Linked DNA regions of Zea mays: region 2 is linked to region 1. A link is a contact called in public Hi-C data. All regions are on one chromosome and are shown on one strand. Each heading gives the region's core, a stretch centred on a gene start, on an enhancer-like site or on the middle of the called end of the contact. The rest is flanking DNA. Distances are from core to core; before and after follow the strand shown. Region 1 holds the start of LOC103633980 (protein DENND6B). Region 2 has its middle 3.8 kb from the start of LOC103644556.

Evidence for each region. A called contact is a pair of places that touch in the nucleus more often than the background predicts.
Region 2: a contact with region 1 is called in a Hi-C map of ear, with 1.7 times the contacts expected there. The contact joins the enhancer-like site here to the promoter of LOC103633980 in region 1. A contact is called at or near these places in 2 of 25 Hi-C or Micro-C datasets (ear and leaf).

What each region holds. Positions count from the first base shown.
Region 1 is chr1:36,500,498-36,504,101 of Zm-B73-REFERENCE-NAM-5.0, forward strand. LOC103633980 (protein DENND6B) reads right to left here and starts at 1,588. Exons shown (of 3, transcript XM_008655627.4): 1 at 1-1,588. The coding sequence starts at 1,209.
Region 2 is chr1:36,839,792-36,843,395 of Zm-B73-REFERENCE-NAM-5.0, forward strand. No RefSeq gene overlaps it. Among protein-coding and RNA genes, the nearest start is that of LOC103644556, 3.8 kb to the left of the region's middle. Within about 2 kb of position 1,935, at least 11 of the 20 cell types and tissues checked have an H3K27ac peak or open chromatin away from gene starts, as enhancers often do. A contact at or near this core is called in ear and leaf, where this site is marked.

The DNA.
Region 1 (3,604 bases), core at 338-2,837:
CTTTGTGGTTGGTGAATACGTGCTCCATAATGCTTCTTTGTGCTCTGTCATGAGAGAAAGAGGACCTTCTCTTCTCAATTTGATGGAATTCAATAGGCTAGTTGGAGAGAACTTATTGATTGCAAGTTTCTCAAGCTTGAGTTTCCCAGGTGTCCCATTCATTCCATTTCCTGGCGATTGGCCACCCACTGGTAACACCCTTGTTGAATATGGATTTGGGCTTCCCACGGATACGACATTGGGAATGCTCTTAAGACTCTTCAAGAAAAACAAGTTGGTCACTCCAAGTACCATCGGCGGGAACACCTCGCCTTCCGCAAGCACATTCAAGCGAGCAAAATCGGGATCATGGATGGTGAAGTATGGCCTGAAGTCGACACTATACAAAAGCGGAGCAACAAGGCTAACAAGCGCAGACACAGCCTCTGAGCACTGAGCTGGGGACGGCGCAACAACCAGAATGGGCTCACCAACCACCATGAGCTCCCAGAGGGTCCATAGGTGGAGGAGTAAGCCACGGAATGCGGCAAACAGATCAGCATCATGGAAGAGTCCGTACGGCACCGAGGGGTTGGCGGGCAGCAGCGCAGGCGGTGGGCCAGGATCGTCAGCCGCAGGCGGGAGGTGCACGCGCAGCGCGGCACTGCCAATTGGAAGCTCCATTGGGTGCCCTGGCGCCGGCGCCGGCCACACGGCAACGTGCGACGCCACCATGGCCAGTGCGGAAGGGCCGACGTCAAAGCAGAGCGGGCCGAGGATCTGCAGCAGCAGGCGGAAGAGCGAGGAGTAGGGGGCGTGGGAGAGGATGACTACGGACTTCTGCTCGCCGCCGCGGGGGAGGCGCTCGTCCTGGCGCTGGCGGTTGAAAACGAAGCCGTAGAGGAAGGCGCGGCGTGGGGAGGACGGGTCGGGGATGCGGAAGGAGAAGAGCGAGTCGTGGACGGAGGAGCGGTGGCGCGGGAGGTGGTGAGACATGGAGTCCGGGAAGGACGAGAAGGCGACGAGGCGGTCGAGGCCGCTGCCGGGCGCCGTCAGCGCGTCGGGAGGGAAGCAGGCCTCCACCAGCTGCCCGCGCTCCAGGTCGAACCGGATGACACAGAAGGCCCGCACCCACCGCGACAGCGCCGCGGGATCGGGGGGCGGCGACGCCGCCGCGGCGTCCTCGTTCGCCCCGCCGCCCCGCAGCGAGACGGACGGGATCCGGTTCATCCCCGCGGCCCTTGGGGGAAGTGAAAAAATTGGGGATTCAGAGAGCCGCGGCCACGGCAGAATTGGGGTTGGACTCGAGGGGCGGACGCCGCGACGGTCGTCAGCGCGGAGGCGCGGAAGGGGTAGGGAGAGGCTCCGGCCGGATCGGGCGGTCGTGATGTCGGCCGGGAGGGCGAATGGTTCGGTGTTTTCTCGCTGGCGGCTTGGCGGGCGTGCGCTGGCGGCTGGTACCGTGGTGCGTGCCTGCAGCCGGCGTGGTGGGTGTGGGTGTGAGCGTTGCAGCCGAGCGGGATGGATCAGTGTGTGTCCCGTCCGGCGGATCAGGAGTTGAGGCTGATTGAGGGAAGTTGATGCATCGGTGCCTTTGCCTAGAGCCCGAGTGCCCGACCTGTGTACATGTCCAAACGTGCCGCCCGGCCCAGGCACGTACTCGGCCCGGCCCAATTGAGGCGTGCCTGGCACGGTATGGATAGACTTCGGGTCGTGCCGGGCTTACCCGGCGTGCCGGACCCTCGGCCCAGGCACGGCCCGATAGGCATTCGGGCGGGCCGGGCCGTACCATTGTACTGGTCAGCCCAGTGGTACAAGGCCGGGCCTGGCCCGAAAATCACAGAAAATCACATATATAATTATATAACAGAATTTACAACAAACACAAAAAACGACACAAAAAATATATTATTGAGCTGTTGTGCAATGCTGCCTCATTAAAAACCTTTCTAGGTAAAAACTCACACCTCGTGAGAAAACCCTAGGAAGGAAAAAAGAGTACAGCCAGCTCAAATTTATAATGTTCATAGTTCAATACAACAAGTCACAAGAGATAGAGACAAAGGATAAGATTACAAGTTACAATAATTCACTCTTGAGCCCTTGACTAACTTCCCTGTTGTCCTCCATCATTGTTTAAGCTTTCAAGGACAGATTCTATTTCTAGTGTGTCCTTCTCAAGATTGCGTTGCATGTGTAAATCTGCTAACTCCCAGTCTTTGATGCATGATAGAACCTCCACCATGTCCGGTGTGAGCCGTCGACGACGTTCCTCGATCATCCTGCCAACCAAACTAAAAGTAGATTCTGAAGATATAGTAGAAGCAGGAACTGTCATGACATCCTTAGCTAGTATAGATAGAATAGGGTAAGTAAGTTTATGCCCATGCCACCAACCCAGAATGCTGAAACTGTCATCAAATTGATTGACAGTATCACTATCAAGGTATGCAGACAGCTCAGACTGAGCAGTAGTAGGCCACGAAGAATTAGATGCAACATTACTACCAGAACCAGATCTCCTACCACTACCAATATCATCATCACCATATATGTCATCCCAGGCAGATTTGTTCTTACCCTCAGTTGTGGATGATGGTTCATGTACACGTAAGCGCACATCACCAAACTTTGTGTCATAAATCTGATAAAGTTTAGTTAACCCTTTCCTCACATCCCGAGGAAGTCTAGAATAATCTGTACCAGTAAAAGCTGATAGGCGCTGTAGTGCTTTATGAAAACCTCTCATCTTAGCTCTAGGATCTAGTATGAAAGCAAAAGCATATAGAATGGGTATATCTCTCCAATATTTGAAATATTTATCTTTCATATGAACAACAACTTGCCTCAGTAGTGTATCATTTTCAAAAGCATTCAAGTGTCTAGCAATTTTAAGTATTTGATGCAACATTAATGGAGCAGTTGGGTAATAAACACCAGACAAAATAACAGTAGAATCATAGAACAATTGAAGAAATGATAACAGTTTCTCAGCAACATACCAGTGGTTGTTAGTTAATAAAGGGGTACCATCAGATGACAAAGTATAATTAGTTTGGATGAAGACAGAAAATGTGCTTCTGTGTGGCATAAGGTGTTTCAGCATTAAAAAAGTTGAGTTCCACCTAACATCCATATCCACACCAAACTTTCTAGGACAAATACCCATACTTAAACAGTAACTCTTGTATGCAGCAATTCTTTGGTTTGATGAATTCAAAAAGTTTATGGCAGTTCTAAAGTCCTCAAGATAATGTTTTACTCTTTTCAAACCTGACTTTACTATTAGATTAATAATGTGACATGCACAACGTTGATGCAAAAGAATGGAAGACAATTCATCATCATCAACATCAGTTAGAGCTCCAAGATAACCAGAAAACAATGGTTTAAGATAATACATAGCAGTTTGATTAGAGGAAGCATTGTCAAGAGTAATAGCAAATATTTTATCACATAAACCATACTCATCAGCAACCATGTTAACACGTTCTGCTATATTATTTCCAGAATGTTTCACATCTATGAGCCTAAGACCAATCAACCTTTTTTCTAGCTCCCAATTCGAATTCACAAAGTGAGCAACAACAGAAATGTAGTCCTCTTTAGCTTTACCATTCCAGAT
Region 2 (3,604 bases), core at 685-3,184, 340 kb after region 1:
ATCGACATGTCCCTTTTCCATGAGCATAGTTTCAATCAGAGGGAAACCTATAGTCCATGAATAATTAGTGAGGTATCCAAGAGTTCTAAAAACTTAAGGTCTATTAACTGGGTCTCCATTTTAGTTTGTAGTCAAACACCATTGTTTATGGTTAAGGTGATCTACACCGCATAACTACCTTCCAGCCTGCTTAGCTAGCCACAAACAATTTTAGGGAGCGATTGGTGCCAAATATTGCTCCACATGAGAATTATACGCTCAGAATCAATCAAAATAGTACATGGTATACAATTAAACCATAACCGAATGATGAGTCGATCATACCTTGGTCGAGGCCTGCGTGGTTGAGCAATAGCAGTTCCTATCCGTCGTCGGGGCACGATACTTAGCAGTTCCTATCCGTCGGCGGAGCACGATACTTCACCTTCGTCCTTCCTCTCCAGCGGCACAATGTCGGGGCAATGAATGGGCGGGGCAAAGAAGTGGCGCGTGCTTGATGGGGATGTTGTCTGCGGCTTGTTCGGGGCCACGCGGGGTATTGAGATTGGGGCGAACCGCGTGCGGGGGTTTATGCGTGGTTGTTCCACGGGCGTTTGCGGCTGGGGTGGGGTTAGCGAGGGCACGACGCGTGAGAGGTTATGCGTGGTTGTTCCGCGGGCGTAGGGAGGCGGCCGTTCTGCGCCATGGCTGGCTGCGTGGGAGCGGAATCCGCGGCGGTCGTGCAGAATCCGCGGCGGCCGTGCGGAAGCCATGGCTGGCGGCGCGCGTGGGAGGCAGTTGCTGGCGCGTGCGGGAGCGGCGGGTTGCTGGAGCGCGGGCGTTGCGGGAGCTGGCGCGTGCGAAAGCGGCGCGTTGCTGGAGCGCGGGCGTAGGGAGGCGGCCGAGCCGCGCCATGGCTGGCTGCGTGGGAGCGGAATTCGCGGCGGTCGTGCCGAATCCGTGGCGCGCGCGTGCGGAATCCATGGCTGGCGGCGTGCGCGGGAGGCAGTTGCTGGCGCGTGTGGGAGCTGGCGCGCGGGCGTTGCGGGAGCGGGGCAGTCTAGACTGCCCCCTTAATAGTTAGTAGAGATTATATTTTACTTCCCGTGCATAAAATGTCTCTAACCATTTTCCCTATGTATTTTCCTCTATGAATTATAACTCAGTTATTTAATATTTTGTATCAGTTTTTAAAATTCTAAAAAATCATATAGTATTTGTACTACCATGATACATGTTATTATCAGTTTTATGGAGCTTAAACATGATTAATACCATAAAAAATAATGTAATTAAAGTATATGGGGAAAATAGTGTCCAGCCTATATATGAGGGGAATTTTATCTCTCCTGATATACTGTATGATTTTTTAGGGTTTAGGGTCCTCGTGCTTTACTAAACTCTCTATCTGTCGTTGTGTGACGTGTAATTAACTGGACCGATTGGCTGAATTGACCGGTGTTGAGGCCGATGTGGTCTGTACTGACTCCATCCATCGGACTACGTGTAGTCGATACAGACGACATTAAAATCAGACTTTTAAGGCTTATTTGGTTACAAAAGAATTAAAAGAAAATTAGTTTATTTCTCTCTAGATCCCTCTCTAACCAAACAAGTCCAAGAAAGTTACTTCCATGAACGGATCAAATGCGACCAGTAAAAGAAGTGAGAGCACCCCTATACAGGCCTGCTTATTTTGACCTCGGATTAAACTAATCCACAACCTCGCAATGAGAATGAGATAGGTGGCGATGGCTTCATGGATTGGATAAATGCGTCGACGAAACATGGGGCGTGCGTCGCGGGTAGTGCAGACTGCAGAGAGGGGGCCGGAGGTATAAAATGAAGGCAAGGAGCGGAGAACATGAGGGCACCTTTTCCGGCGCCTTGTGCGTTAAGCTGCACAAGCACAACCACGCACACATGCACGCGCCGCGCGCCGGCTCTCGCTCGCTAGTAATAAACTCGTACTTGGCGGTAGCAGCGGTAAGCTTCCAAGAGGAAGATGCCAAGCTCGCCTATGAATCGCACGACGATGCACGGCTCCGTTTCAGCGACGGAATTGTATATGTTCGCTCAAAACAAGAAGCTTGCATCGGTACAGTACTGACTACTGAGACTTGCATTTAATTTGAAACAGTTTTTTTTTTTCCATCTGAGAGCTCGCATTAATTGGAATCTGGAATTTGGTGTGCGAATCTATGTACTTTCGTGTGTTTATAAACTGAGGGCCGCGCCCGCGCGCGTTTGAAACCACATCTACTGCAGTCTGTACTCTGTTGTACGTACTTAGTTATAAAATTTGGAGTCAACTTCAGTGGCCATAACGTCGCTCTTATTGTAGCTGTAACATGTCTTTGGACTGTTTTGGATGGCGGTGCGCTGCAACGAGCGGGCTTCGCAGGCACTCATATCCAGACAAGAGTGTTCCGTCATCTTCACGGAAAAGAAGGTCGGGGTCTCTGCATTTCTGCAATGCCACTGAGACCCATAAACCTCCATGAATGCCTGCAGCAGTGCACTAGTATAATTAGGGTACGTACCCCCAAGCAGTACAGCGGCCGGAATAGCAAACAAAAGTTTCAGCAGGTACCGGAAGCCATCAGGTCGTCAATTGAAGCAAAAGCATGGTTCAGAAGAACTTCACAAGTGCTTGCACAAGTGACCACAGTACATGTTTGTTTCGTTTTTTTTTTGTGATGGGCTTTTATGAGAATCTTGTTGTGGATAGAATTTGACTACGAAGAGAATCTGAGTATAATACGGTGCGGAGAAAGAGTAAGGGATCTATAGAGTTTAGGATCTAGAAAGTAATGAACTCCTATCGCGACGATTCGGTTAATTATGTGTTCACGTTGATCTTTGTCAGTTTTCACCAAAGCGATTCTCATAAAAACGGACTGAAATATTGTATGTTTGGCATTCCGCAGCAACTTCTGATGGCTAGAATCAGCAAATAAGATGAAACAAACGGACCCATACCCCATAGAAAGAGCTAGCGAAAACTGAATGATTCCTCCCCAATCAGCACACTAGTGACAGCAAATACACAATGAAACATATACTTGTTCCTCCCTGGAGTAACAAATCATTCGAAATGAGTACATTACATGATCGAATCTTTTTTACTTGATGAAGCATCCAACGTCCATGCCAAGCTGAAAGGAAAAAAAAAACAAGGAGAGCTTCTACTTCTACCAAAGCTACTCCTAGCTAAGATGAACGCGCGCAAAATGATGTAACCCTTCTGATTCAGCTTCCTTTCTCCTCGCTCGGAGCCCCGGCCCAATCTGCTGACGAACGAAACTGCCAAAAGCGCGGAGGAAGAAAAGAAGCAGAATCAGAAGCTTACGGCAGTCGTCGCGCGCCGCCATGCATCGCCGTCAACCGCACCTCCAATCTCATTCACCCTCTGACCGCCGCTTGCTTGTCTCTAGTCACTCGCGAAGATCACCGTACGTACCTCCAGCTCATCCGCCATGGCGCCATGCCTACACTCCAACGTACGCGCCATGCATGTCCCTGACTCCTGCTGGCCGATCTCGCGGGCCGGCCTTGCGTCATCTGTTGTGCAGTAGGTTGGAACCGGTGGGCACTTTCCTCTTGCTGTCCCCGAGCACGCTAT